Regions from separate parts of the Gossypium hirsutum genome. Here region 2 is linked to region 1. A link is a contact called in public Hi-C data. All regions are on one chromosome and are shown on one strand. The core of a region is the stretch at or near the end of the contact, and the rest is flanking DNA. Distances in the headings are between cores, read along the strand shown.

Region 1 (6,793 bases), core at 1,583-4,082:
TTGAGAGCATTTACTCAAACACTTTGTATGCGCTATTTTTCATTTGGTTTTTTTTTGTTTTTTGTTGCTATTTTATTTTGAGTTTGCTTTTGCTATATTTCAATTCCTTAAAGAATTTATACGAGAATATTTTGTGAGAGTTAGTCTGACTTAGGCAGATTTAGAGCAAAAAAATCTCCTAAGGTCGCATGATTTGCGAGACTAATGTCTTAGCCCCGAGGCACTAGAAAGTAGAGCATCTTCATCCAAGGTAATGTTTCTAATTTATTTTTCTATCTTTGAAGCTTTGGAGGGTGTTAACCACCTGAGCGATCCTAACCCATAACTTGTTGGCTATCTCCAAGTCGAATGTTGAAAAACCCCAAACCCAGCCTAGACGTCTTGACTGGATTTTGAGAAATTACATCAGCTTGTTTAAAATTTTTGGTTTAATAAAACTTAGTGTGCATTTTCAAAAGTGTTAAAATTGGCAAAACTTCTAAAAATGTTTAAAAAACTTAAACCCAGAATCACTTAACTCAAACCCAAAATTTGAATTCACAATCGTGTTTTAAAAACATTAATTTTAGCAAATCATTTCCAGCTTAAAGACAAACACTCGTTAAAACTATTTGTTTATTGACAGAAAAACTCTTTAGGGGTTACTTAATTTTACAGCGGAAAATTTTCCAGAGTTTTAATTTTGGAAACTGGATTTTAAATTGTTAACCCGCGAGGTTTTGCAGTTTCATGCTAAAATACTCAAAAACAAACAAACGGAATAAAAACCAAAAATAAAGTCTAAACAAATTTATAGTCCAAAATAATTAAAAACATAAATTATCTTATTTTATAAATCGAGAATCAATCCGAGCTCCTGCACACCGTTCGGTCTAAGTCTAAAGATTACCTAAAAAGTCAGAGATTAAACAAAGGGGCGAGCTATAAAGCTTAGTGTGCAACAAACTCAAATAAAACAACCAAAAATTAACAGAATCACAGAGAATTTTATAACAATCATGTGAGCAAACTGAGAATGCTTGCTTATGCCAATGCAATATTTTTCAGAAAACCTAATGCATATTTTATTCAAAAAATATCCTACCCAACTCCGCTACACACCAAATAGAGTTCCCTAGACTCATCCATCCCATCACACCAACAGAATAGTTGTGGTCAATGTCACTAGAGGTTGTAGTTAAAAACTGCCAAATTGGATATATGTGGACAAGTCACTATATTGCAATCAAGCCACCATAAATGCAGACAAGCTGTCAGACAGAAATGTGGATAAACCACCAGCTAATGCAGATCATTAAATTGCCAGAACTTCCTCCATATCATAATATCCCAACCCCATGCAATGTGACATGTCATGCATAAACTAAAACAGAATGATAAGCATGTTGAACATGCATTCATATTCTTGACAGAAAGATATTTACAGATACCTTGTTTTCAAGTCTTATTTAAGCGGTATGGACCCTATGGAGAGGCTAATTATGATTCACGGATCAAATCAGGTCAAAATGGAAATTTTTAAAAATGGGCCCATATGGTCGTGTGGCCCACACGGCCTAGCACACGGTCTCATACACGCCTGTGTGGCTTACATGGCCCAAATAGCTTAGACCATGTGACTCATATGACCCGTTACACGACTGTTTGGCATCAACAATCCCAATTTCGACTTTCGTCGATCACTATTTTCTCGAGTTTTCGTTACACACCTAGTCGTTTTCCAATGCTAACACCTTGGCAAAGATGCCAAAACCTAAAACAGATATTTAAAAAGAACATTTTAGGAACAAAACACTAAATCAAATCTACTAATTTGGCACAACCCCCTAACTTTAGGCCTTAATAAACTGGAAATAAGCCTTTCGAGCATTTAATTACTCACCCAAAATGGTAGGGGCATTCTTAATAATCCCTTAATTGTTCGGAAGACTATTAGTTAAAGAAACATCACCTAAACCAAAGGTTTCAAAGAAAAAAATCGTGTTACACAAAGAAAATAGCAAACTTACTCCATAATCGCAAAAACTCCACAACAAGCAGACGAATCTAACCCTAAAATACTTACCTCGCACAATTCTCATGAACTAATTAGCAAGAGGGTGAAAAAAATTGAAAGTAATAAGGAAAAAAGGTAGAAAATCCAAGGGAATAAAAGAACAAACAGAAAGAAGAGACGATATAAGAAAAGACAAGAAAGCTGAAAGGGGAAAATGTGAAAGAGATAAAAAATAAAAGAAAAGACAAAGAATAATAATAGGGTGAAGGAAACGTGGGGCAAAACAAACAATTTGTTTTTGGGAATGGAAAATTCAAAAATTAAATAAAATAATAATAGATGAAAATAACTAACCAACAAATTTTATTCAGTTTTTCCCAAAGTTTGAATTTAACTCAATAACTGACATAAGGCAGCGGCAGCGTAATGTCAGGAACTAAAAATTTAATTTTGTTTTACTTATGCAAGAATTTAATCACAAGACTTAAAGGTAAACTAAAGTCTTACCACTGAACCAACAAGTTCATTCTTTTTGTCATTTGCGCAAAAATAAAACATAAGCTGGATGCTTAAGGTTCAAGGGTAAGACAAAAATAACTAAAATTTTAAAGAAAATGAATCAAACCTAGAATCTCACACCCAAACACAACTCAATATCTTCTAACCCTGTTTTTGGGTATGACAAATATTCTCCCCAAACCGTATCACATGGTTTTTCTCCTTGCCTAGGCTAGTTTCGACAGCTATGGTTCCAAATTGGTAAAGACATTACCAATTGTAGATGTATGAGCTCCTATCGGTGATCCATCATCAAATCCCACATTCTCTTGGACTACAGATGGGTTGGCCCTATTAATATTCATAGGCATAAGGACCATAACAGGTTTATTTGGCCCACTAAATAATACCCCTTTCCCTTTGGCCCGATCTCCTAGTTTCTTGCTTAACCCATCTGACTTTCCCTTAAAAGCGAAACATGCGTTCACACTAGTGACGTTACTATCTTTTTGCATTAAAACTTGAGATATTTTTTTCGTGATCGGCGACTTCATCAATTGCTCCCTGATTTTGGGTTCTAACTAAAACTGAAAATCTTGACCCTCATGAAATTTCGGCATCTAATCATGTGTTTTGCTCTCTTCCATTACGAGCTTTTCGTCTTTGCTTCCTTCCCACAAGCATCCAAGACCCAAACTTCTCTACTCTGCAGTTCAACTCCGCCGTATCAAAATTCTTCCGTGAATCATCTTCTCTTCCCTTATCACGGCCCCCTAACGACGGACAAACGTCTTGGACATGATCGTATCTACCACAATCAAAGCAAACGTTTGGTAAAGCCTCATATTCCACTCTTTGGAGAGTGCCATCAATTCTGATCTTTGGCTTCAACCGAACTTCCCGATTCACATAGATTGTCATTCTCACAAAGTGGCCCCGCGATCCATTTTCTGCGTTATAATCAATTTTCACAACTCGTCCAATCTCATCGTTCACTCAAATTTTTTTCCTTTACCCATCAGATCAATGGAATTTATGTATATGCAACCAATATGACATTGTTTCAAAATGAAATTATTGGTAGTAGTAAAGAAGAAAGAAAAAAAAAATGAATAGAAAAATTCCAAACTAATTTATACAATTATTTTAATAAGTAATATCTATAACCTTTTGCTTTTATCTTTTAAATTGCTGTCTTTTGTAGAGAAAAAAACAAAATATAAAATCAAAAGAGAAAGGGATAGTTGATATATTGCTCAAATGTGTAGATGGTATGCAAGGATAATGGTTAGGTCCATGTATATCTTATCAAAAAGAGGCATTTGGTACCGTAAGAGATTCTGGCTTTTTTGGTGCTCATCAATTGGTGGGGGCCTCTCCATTTTCTAATTATGTGCTGCAACTTTCCTTCACGTTGATGAATAACCCAGCACCAAGTTGCAGTATTGTACAACTTAATAGCAGTATTGTACAAGAGATATTAATTCGATGAAGAAATAAACTAGCTAGAGGCCTATCAACTTTCACTTGAAAGTTTGCTACTATGGGTATTTAATTTCCAATTTAGATTATCATGCCTTTGCTAAATGCTTAAAAAAAGACAATAAAAAATTACACTTTGTATGCATTGCATGCCAACCAAATAGCTATAAATATTTGATTATTTGCTTTCGAATTATTAGGCCCTTGGAATTATTTACCAAAACGAATTGCTATGTTGGTGAGAGCTTGGCATTCAAATGGGGGGAAGAAACAAAACTTTTGATAAGGATTGGAGTAGGAATGGAAAATTATTAAAAAAACAAACAAAGATCCAAGCTTATCACAATTCTTAATAGGAACATTAAGTGTTAAAAGATAATAATAAAGAAATAAAAAATTAGATGTTTTACCTTACCATTCAATCTTTGAATTCATGTGAGGTTGGTTTTGATAATTTTCTTTCCACAGTTAAGCTAAGCTTTCCAAGAGGGGAGGTCCCCTTCGTCTACATGATAGGAAGCACGTCTGACAAGCAATGCGATCCCTAACATACACATATACCCATTCTAACCATAGTTATCTTCACAGCCCAAAGGAAGTGCTCTTCTCCACAAATAAACAAAGTGCTCACATTCTATAAAATTATATTGTAGTCTGAAAATTTTTTTGGCAAATTTAATCTCTCTACTATAGTTTCAGTTTTTTCTTTTACTTTTAAATACACATTTTCAATTCGGATGTAAATTTGATAAAATAATTTAATGTAGTTGTGTTTTTTAAATGCAGTGGTTTTACATATATACATTATTTGTTTTTTGTACAAATAAAAATATTATTTACATTTTAAAAGAATTAACAGAAAATATTAGCTTTAGGACTAAAATTACATATTTTAAAAAGTAGAGAGATTAGAAAGTATCAAATTATAGTAAATGAATTAAATTTACAAAAAGAAAAGAGAGAGAGAGAAAACATAGTACAGAAATCTTTTGTAGAATTTGACCTAACAAAATTTTTTTTCCTGGATACATCTCCTAAACCTATAAACATCAAATCCTAAACATATTTAAGTGAATTTAAACTCACGACTTTTAAATTGCTGTAACAATAATAATACTAAATGAGTTTGTAGTAAGTCGACAGGCCATTCCTTAAAAAGGAAAAAGAAAAAAACAGGTAAGTAGAAGAAGTAAATAATAAATAAATATATCTATATATGCCCTCATTTCTTCAATGATCCATCCCAAAACCATCCTCAAGTTGCTTAATAATCAAGTTTGGGAGAATGATTAAAGAAAAGGGAGAAAACTAACTAAAAGGGGATTTGTATGTAATGCAATGGTATCCCCACAATGGTGACCAAGAATTGCATGGATTATATAATCATATTCATACGAATAAAGACAAAGTTTTGTGATATAGATACCATGTAAGTCATTATCATGGACATGAAGTGATTTAAGCTTAAATACAACTTATTCTGTTTTTTGTTTAAAAACAATAGATTGCATGATTTAATTAAATTAGACACTAGTTGAAATACAAGTTATTCTTCTTCTTATATAATCATTGTTGAAGTTCAATAGCGAAAAAGGGTCCCAAAAATTATGCCATGCCAACCGGAAAGTAAAAGTGAGCTTGGACCAATTACCTCAACAAAAGAATTCATATCTTGCCCCATATGAAGCAAAAGTGGTTAGATTTTGTTGACCAAAGAAAGGAAATACAGTTGTTAGATTTATGATCACTGCATGATTTGATTCAACTTGAGAAATACAAAGATGGGAGTTTTGCAGTCTAATTGGGGTGACTTGTGTAAGGATAGAACTCGTGATTGGTTTGAATTAAAGATTTAAATGGAAAATTTTCACCATATCATTATTATTTTCAAGTTGCTGTGAAATTTTAATATACCAATTACAATAACATCACTACATTTGGTTTAGCTATCGTGATCAAGTTTTAAAAGGATTAAGATATAAAGTTGGGAGTTTTCTATTCAATCATATAGGCTAAATATATTAATAAAATAATGGACACCAGATATGGAACAAATCACTTTCAAAGCAAGAAATACAAAAATATTCTTACAGTTAACTATTTAAGAAATGAAATTGGACACCATAGTCTTTTTTCTCAAGCTGTCATTGGCATCCACTAAATCTAAGAATTTAGAGACTTTAACAAGTGTGTCTTACTTTCCCTTACCTTATTAAACTTTAGAAATGCAGGGAAGCTAAACCAACCTAAGCATCCCCTCTTTCATTTTATCAAAAGAATATTTTTCAAATAATCATTCTGTTTAATTTTCTTATGTTTAAGGATCCTATGTGCTGAAAATGACATTGCGTAAAAAAAATGAAGAGGGTGTTTTAAGAAATGTGCAAATCATCGTCCTTCTTCCTACATTGATGAGTCTTCAAGTGTCAATTTCTAGAGAAATATTATATTTGATGAGGTATCACTCCATGTTTGATGTGAATTTTGAATTGTCAGAACTGAACAACACTTGACTAGGGACCCACTTATATAGTGCAGTATCACTAAATTCAACAAATGTGTTCTCTTTTTTTTTTGGCAGATTTTGACGTTTGAGGGTGGTAGTGATCCCATGATTAATTTCATTTTTTCAAAATTTTTAACTTTATTTTTTAATAATATATCAGAAGGATGACCTCAGAGGGTTAGAAACTAAGGTTACCATCCAAATAGACAATTAAGTCCTTTGCAACAACCAAAATATATTGTAAATAATATTTTAAGTTCAAATTTTGTGGATAAAGAAAATAACAATAAAAGAATTTTATGCACGTTTGA
Region 2 (7,422 bases), core at 358-2,857, 110 kb before region 1:
ATACTATACTTTGGTTTGCATTTTGACCCCTCTACTAAAAAAGAACAAATTGATCATAAATGAACAAAATAGCCTCTCCATTAAAATTGCGTTGTTAAATACTTATGTTGGCACTTTATATATAAGACATAATAACAAATTTAATTGTCAGCTTTACACATTTATTCATTTTAGCACTACTCTTCTATTTTAACCATCTACCTTTTATTTTTTACTTACACGACCAAAAATTCTAAAAAATCATAAAAAAAAATTTAAAAACCACAAATAAAAAGCATAATTCCAAAATTATAAAAAAAATTCTAAATTTTAAAATTTTAAAAAATAAAAAATAAAAAATTCTAAAATTTTAAAAGAGTACATGTTTTTATTTTCAATTTTTATAAAATATTCTACTTTTAGAAAAATTAGAAATGCAAAAAAAAAATTCTTTTAAAAAAATCAAACACATTTAAAAAGTTAAACATAAATAAAAATTAGTAGACAGTTTAACAGATGAACTATTTCGCTGCTTCATTTAAGGTATAATGATCATTTTGCATAATTTTTGGTAAAGAGGCTAAAATGAAATTTAAAGAAAAATATAGGGACCGGTATAGTAATTTTAGCGTGGTGGTTCACTGTTGAAAACTCAAAGCGTCAGGATAATATAAATATGAACATTTTATATGCCACGTCAACTATGAATTGCAAAAAATATCAGCAGAGATGATATTGATAGCAAATCCAAATAGAAATAGATACCCACCTTCGTAAGCATGACAATTGACAAGAGCATCCAAGTGTCCAAAAGCTCTCCATGCTTTATCCACTGCATCATTAAAAGCTCCTTCTCTTTCATCATCCATGTCCAAGCCAACCACCGCTACTGGCTCTGGGACCACCACATTCATAATTGAATCCATTATTTTCTGTTTGGCACTCCTCAAGGAGCACTCATTCCCCATTAATACCAACCTAATCAAAACCAACTTTTGCTTCATTTCATGAACAATCAAAACCAACTGTATACCTAATCACATGGATATTGGATTGAATCAAGAAACAACAGTAAATCAAGAATTGGAAAATGTTCTATTTTGATCATAAATGAAAGAACCCCAAGTATATGCAAAACATCAACTCATCTAAACTAGGAAACTTATAACCTGCAACCACGTTTGGCTAAATGCAAAGCAATGTTCACTGAAATTTCATCTCCATCTGAAGTGATCAACACGTTCTTTGCTAGATTCTCCATTCTCAATACACAACTGCTGATCACCCAGAAAACATCAAGAAACAACAAAATCAAACAGAACCCAGAAAGTAAATCCAAAGCTACAAAACAACAAAAAAGGTTCGTTACCTATATATATATATATAACGCTGCTGATGAAATGAATCAAGGTAGTGGGTTGGAGAGATTTTTGAAGGTAGCCTAGATGATTGTGCTTTTATGGTTTTTAATTGGTGTTTATTGGTAACTGGTAGCAAAAATGGAAACAAAAATCTGCGAGGCACAAACAAAAGGTCTATTCCTTTGCGCTTCCGTGAATGCCTTCATCTGCTTTAGATAACTTTCCTGAAAAGTGTTTTTTTCTTTTGTTTTGAAAAAGATAAAAGAGTTTTTATTTTTGTCAATATATTATACATTTTAAAATAAATTTATTTGTTTTAGTAAATAATGAAGAATTTTAAAATTTAAAGCTATTCCAAATTCAGCTTATTTTTAAATTTTCTTAAAATTTTACATTTTTAATTTACCTTCTCTCACTATAAAATACAAAAGATAAATTTTTATTTTAATTTATATTGTTATATTTTATATTATTAATAAATATTAATTTATTTTATAAATATAATATAATCATGTGAAGGAGAATAGAGATAACAAAATTTGAATATGTATAATTTAAGTTTCGGTAAAAACTCTAACAATTATTACGAATAAATTTAGGCTATTTTAGATCCCATTAATTTTCTTTATAATTATTTTTATTTCATGAAATTCCCAATAGCCTATTTTCTAGAAAAATAAAATTATTCATACAAAATCAATGCATATAGTAGCATAAAAATAATAGAACACCTGATTAGACTATTGATATTGATTCTCAATTCACACTACAACAAAAAAAAATTAGAAAGTTCATAAAAATATAAAAAGCAAAAAAAAAAGAGAGTAAATAATAATTTTATAAATTATATAATAATATTTAAACTAATTTCTCAAATGATTTTGTTTTGAAAACAAAAGACAAAACCTTATGATGAACGGCTAAAATGGGGCACTGTAACGCCCTAAAAATATAGGGTCTTTAAATTTTTGATGTTTGACACAATTATGTGTTTGCTTCTGTGGTTGAGTGATTTGGGTGTGTTTGGGAATGTGTGAAAAGTCTTGGGATTAAATTTAGGCTCTAGCAAAATTTTGGTTTTTCTCTTAAGTGAACCTTGATTTTGACCTGAAGGCCTTAAGAATAATTGTAGAGGAAAAAAGACATAAGAAAGCTTGTGGCCCTGTAGTAGTGGTGTGTTCTATCTTCTTTTCTCTTAAGTGTCGAAATATTAACTGACCACTTGTGCATTTTTTATTTTCTTTCTCATTGCTTGCAATTGACCATTTCCTTATTTCACTTTTGTACCAACATCTGCCGAAGCCTCCACCCTTCTTTCTTTTTCTCTAAAGGTTGAACCTTTCCTTTCTCTCTCTTTTGTCTTCTGTTCATCTCCTATTCTAGGCTAGTCGAATATCACTACTGTTAAGCCATCTTTGCGTCGATCTTTTGCAAAGATTCTAATAAGTCGGTAAGTGGTTGTGTTCACTCTTTTCACTCAAACTTGGTTCCTTTAGACCTTTCTAAAAGCCAAATACTTATTTCTCCTCTTGACTCTCTTGTTACCGATTGTATTCTTCGGGTTCTAGAATTCCGTAAGGAGTGAAGGAGTACTCAATAAATACTGAAGCATTTCTAAACGTTTCTATTGTTTTTCATCTGAAGGTAACCCTGTTGCTATTATTGTGCTCAATCTAGAGTGTGTTCGTTGTATACTTTGTGGCCGAATGCTACTTTTTTTTACCTAGGAGTTTTGTGTGTATGATCAACCTTTGGGTTTAGACAATCGTGTCTAATAAGATTGCACTTGTAACGCAGATAGTCGGCAAGCAACGGGTAATCAATCCTAACCAGCGATCTAAGTGGGCTAAGCCACATTTGTCGATCAAGGCAAGTATTAAATCATTTTGGATAGTAGTATTGAAAGGAGTTATCTAAATCCTATTGATTAAATGACTGATGGTGTATCTTGGTTGTTTAGGTTTGGAGTTCTCGTGGATCTTAGCATATTTTCGCAATAGGTGCGTAACCACATTATCTCCGCTAAGAATCGGCAAAAGCTGAAAGTCGAAACTTCGGCATCTGAGGACTTACGAGCGTGCGATCGCTTGTATGGAGAAACCACTGCGAGTGTTCTCGTACACTTGGGCCGTTATGAGCCTTGTTGGGCCAAAATAGGCCGTGTGGGCCTAATGGGCTCGTGGGCCCCACACAGATAAAAGTTATGAAAAGTAGCAAAAAATGTATTGGGCTACGTAGGTCACATAATCGAGATTGAATTTGGGCCAAACGGGCCACACGAGCGTGTGGCCCAATTGGATCGAATAGTGGGCTTTGAACCCAATTACGTGGCTTCGACCAAATGAATCATCTATGTTACTCTAGGCAACTGTAGACCTTCAAAAAGGTCGTTAAAATTACTGAAATACCCTTAATAGGTAAAATTACCAAAATACCCTCGATGGGTAAAATTACCATAATACTTCCGTTAGGGTAAAATGACTGCTAGGGTTCTATGATATATAGATATGATGGTTACTGAGTAAGAAATTCTGCATACACGAATAATTTATGACATGACATACTGCATGGTGTTGGGATTTTATTGTGGAGGAAGTACTGTTTCTGGTGGCTCTGCCACAATTATTGTTACTGGTGGCTTTGCCACAGATACTGTACTAGCAGCTCTGCTGTATTATTATTACTGGAAGCTATGCTGCAATATTGGTGTGTGGCCTGGGTGGGTCGACTTAGTCCCCACATGGTGTGTTGGGTTGGTATGGGTAGTGTGCTGGCTGGATTGGGGTGGGTTCACATACTTGCATCATACTGATACTGTATCAAGCTTAGACCCACACTGTTTCTATATTGGGCTAAGTCCCACACTGTACTAATACTGAATAGGGCTCAGGCCTAGACTGTTACTGCGTGTTAAGGGATTACACACTAAGTTCTTGTAACTCATCCTTTTCTTTTGACCATGCAGGTAATCCCCAACCTTAGATGATTTGGAGACACGTGGGACTCGCAGGTGGCCACACATTCGCTAATATTTTATTCTAGACCAGTTATTTAAATTTTTACTTTGGGTGATTTTTATGTAATAAGGCTTTTGGCATTTTAATTTTCGGTTAATTGGGTTATAATTGCTTATTTTGAACTGTTTAATTGATACAAATAAGATTTCACAACAAAAAATAGTTTTTCAAGGCAAACACGTATTTTTTTTCAACCACAAGATATCTGTATATGGAATAGCTTCCACGAATTTTAAACCTGCAATAACAAACTGTTTTACCGTGTGATGTTTTTTTTAAACTTACCAAATGGTGCTAAGAAGTAAGAAATAAATGGATTTTTATTGAACGAATTTCCCCATCAAACTTTGGTTTCGTAAAACACTTCTATGTGACATGTCAGATTCGATCGTAACGTCTTGACCAGGTTTGAGGTATTACATTTAGTGGTATCAGAACCAGGTTACAAAACTCGACTGTGGAATGAGTTTGAAAATATGTGGAATTTTTGAAAAATAGTTTTGAATTATTTATGAAGGTTGCAAGTATGGCACACCGAGTCTCCAGCACCGAATTTGTAAGTTTCTATGTATTGTAAACTGCTTAAACTGAAAAATATTGAGGGTTTACTATAAATAGTAGGACCGTACTGAAACTCTTAAGTTAGAGTGAAACTGAAACTATAGGAGACTGTAAACTGTAGTGAAACCTCAATCCGCAGAAACAAACCCCTAATAACTATTTTTCATAATACATTTGCTAATAATTATTGAAATTATAAGCTGATACATAAGACTTTTTAATCAAATAGAGCGCATATCGAAATGAGCACAATAGGTACTCGCGAAAGGGGTACACGTGGCCGTGGTAAAGGCCGAGAAAGTGCTCAGGCCAGATCATGGGCATCGGGCCATATGGTTGCTGAGGAAACACCAGCCTCACCAGTAATTGGGATGGGGTCTTTTGATCGAGCAGCTGGGGATGATGCTCTATCCTAAGTGATGCTCCGCATTCTAGAAAGGGTTGTTGGAGCTAGTACTGGAATAGTGGGCCGAGGGTCAATTTTAGAACGACTCCAGTCTAATGGAACGGAACTCTTTAAAGGTATTGCTGGAGTAGCCCTAAATGTGGTGGACTACTGGTTAGAGGCAACCGAATGAATAATGGACGACATTGATTGTACCGTGGAGCAAAAATTAAAGGGGGCAGTGTCCTTACTGCGAGATGAGGCCTACCAATAACGACATTTCAAGGAAAGTACGTGGAAGACCGATCGTGTGATATGGGATTTCTTTAATGTGGCATTTCAAGGAAAGTACGTGGGAGTAAGTTATGTGGACACCCGCCAAAAGGAATTTTTGAACCTGACCCAAGGAAGTAAGACAGTGACAGAATATAAGGTAGAATTCTTGCGATTGAGTCGGTATGCCCGAGGGATAGTAGCAACTGAGTATGAACGTTGTGTTCATTTTGAGGATGATCTTCGAGACGAATTAAGGGTATTGATAGCTCTGCAGAAGGAGCGATATTTTGCTGCTCTTATAGAAAAGGCAAAGATTGTTGAGGAAGTGAAGTGCTCGGAGCGCCAGAATCGTAAGAAAGATAAGGGCAAAAATAAGAGGGATTTTGGGCCCTCAAGTTCTTCTGGGAGGTCTGTTAAGAAGGCCAAGTTTGATGGGCCGTTTCGGACTAAAGTTCTTGTTGCTATTGTTAGGCCCTAGCCTTGTGCTGATTGTGAGAGATCTCACCAGGGTGAGTGCTGGAAGAGGACTAGAGCATGCTTTAGATGTGGGTCCATGGATCATCAGGTTAAAGATTGTCCTCAGAGGCAAGTTCATATACAAGCTGCAGGACCGAATCTTGTTCAACCAGTGAGAGGTGGTCAACAGCCACCGAGAGGTTGTGGGCAGGTTAGAGGTTGAAACGGTATAGGACGAGGTCGTGGAGCCCTAGGCAGAGGTACTGGTAACGCTGTAACGAGACAACCAGCTTTGGTATATGCTATCCATCGCCGAGAGGATGGTGACGCTCCTGACGTCATAACCGGTACATTTTTAATTCGTAATGTACCCTACACTGCGTTAATTGATATTAGGTCTACACATTCGTACGTTGCATGCACTGTGTCGGGAACTTTGGGTATTCAGTTTGAAAATATTGTTAGTGGGATAATTGTGATAAGTCCACTAGGATAGTCAATAAGGATAAATAAGTTATTCAGAGATGTGCCCCTTGAGGTTTAAGGAGTAATTTTTCTAGCGGAATTGATGGAACTGCCGTTTGGTGAATTTTACCTTATTTTAGGCATGGATTGGCTAGTGAAACACCAAGCTAGGTTGGACTGTGTTGCTAAGCGCATGGTATTGAAGACCATTGAGGATGATGAGGTGGTTGTAATTGGGGAGCGAAATGACTTTCTGTCTAATGTGATCTCTGTTTTAAGGGCCGAAAAACTGGTTCGTAAGGGTTGTGAGGCGTTTCTAGCTTATATTAATATATCTGAAGCTGAAGGTCCTTCTGTTGGAGATGTTAGAACTGTTAAGGAGTTTTTCGATGTTTTTCCTGATGAGCTCCCTGTGTTGCCTTCGAATCACGAAGTTGAATTTAGAATTGAGCTTTTGTCAAGAATAGCTCTAATGTCTATTGCCCCTTATAGGATGACACTGAAGGAGTTGGTGGAATTAAAAGCTCAAATATAAGAACTGTTAGATCGAGGATTTATTCGACCTAGTGTGTCTCTGTGGGAGCACCAGTGTTGTTCGTAAAGAAAAAGGATAAGACCATGCGCATGTATATCGGCTATCGGTAATTGAATAAACTGACTGTTAAGAATAAGTATCCTTTGCCAAGAATAGACGATTTATTTGATCAGTTACAAGGAGCTTTGGTTTTCTCCAAGATAGATCTTTATTTTGTCATCATCTGTTAAGAGTTAAGGAGGCTAATATTTATAAGACTGCATTTAGGACTCGTTATGGTTATTACAAGTTCCTAGTGATGCTGTTTGGGTTGACGAATGCACCAGCTGCCTTCATGGACCTAATGAACTGAGTATTCCAACCTTACTTAAATCGGTTCGTGGTAGT

What was found. Hi-C and Micro-C count contacts between places; a contact is called where the count stands out from the background.
Region 2: a Hi-C map of hypocotyl shows a contact between it and region 1, with 1.7 times the contacts expected there. The contact joins the promoter of LOC121202939 here to the enhancer-like site in region 1. A contact is called at or near these places in 3 of 34 Hi-C or Micro-C datasets (hypocotyl and leaf).

The regions. Positions count from the first base shown.
Region 1 is chrD04:15,754,275-15,761,067 of Gossypium_hirsutum_v2.1, reverse strand. No RefSeq gene overlaps it. Among protein-coding and RNA genes, the nearest start is that of LOC121216478, 9.0 kb to the left of the region's middle. Within about 2 kb of position 2,832, at least 8 of the 9 cell types and tissues checked have an H3K27ac peak or open chromatin away from gene starts, as enhancers often do. A contact at or near this core is called in hypocotyl and leaf, where this site is marked.
Region 2 is chrD04:15,858,307-15,865,728 of Gossypium_hirsutum_v2.1, reverse strand. It overlaps LOC121202939 (2-dehydro-3-deoxy-D-gluconate 5-dehydrogenase), which reads right to left and starts at 1,607. Exons shown (of 5, transcript XM_041092058.1): 1 at 1,349-1,607; 2 at 1,149-1,253; 3 at 749-957. The coding sequence starts at 1,240. LOC121216089 reads left to right here and starts at 5,338. Exons shown (of 4, transcript XM_041091387.1): 1 at 5,338-5,440; 2 at 5,648-6,045; 3 at 6,145-6,253; 4 at 6,641-7,035. The coding sequence starts at 5,338. The coding sequence ends at 7,035. LOC121216392 (a long non-coding RNA gene) reads left to right here and starts at 3,299. Exons shown (of 2, transcript XR_005912581.1): 1 at 3,299-3,340; 2 at 4,306-4,441.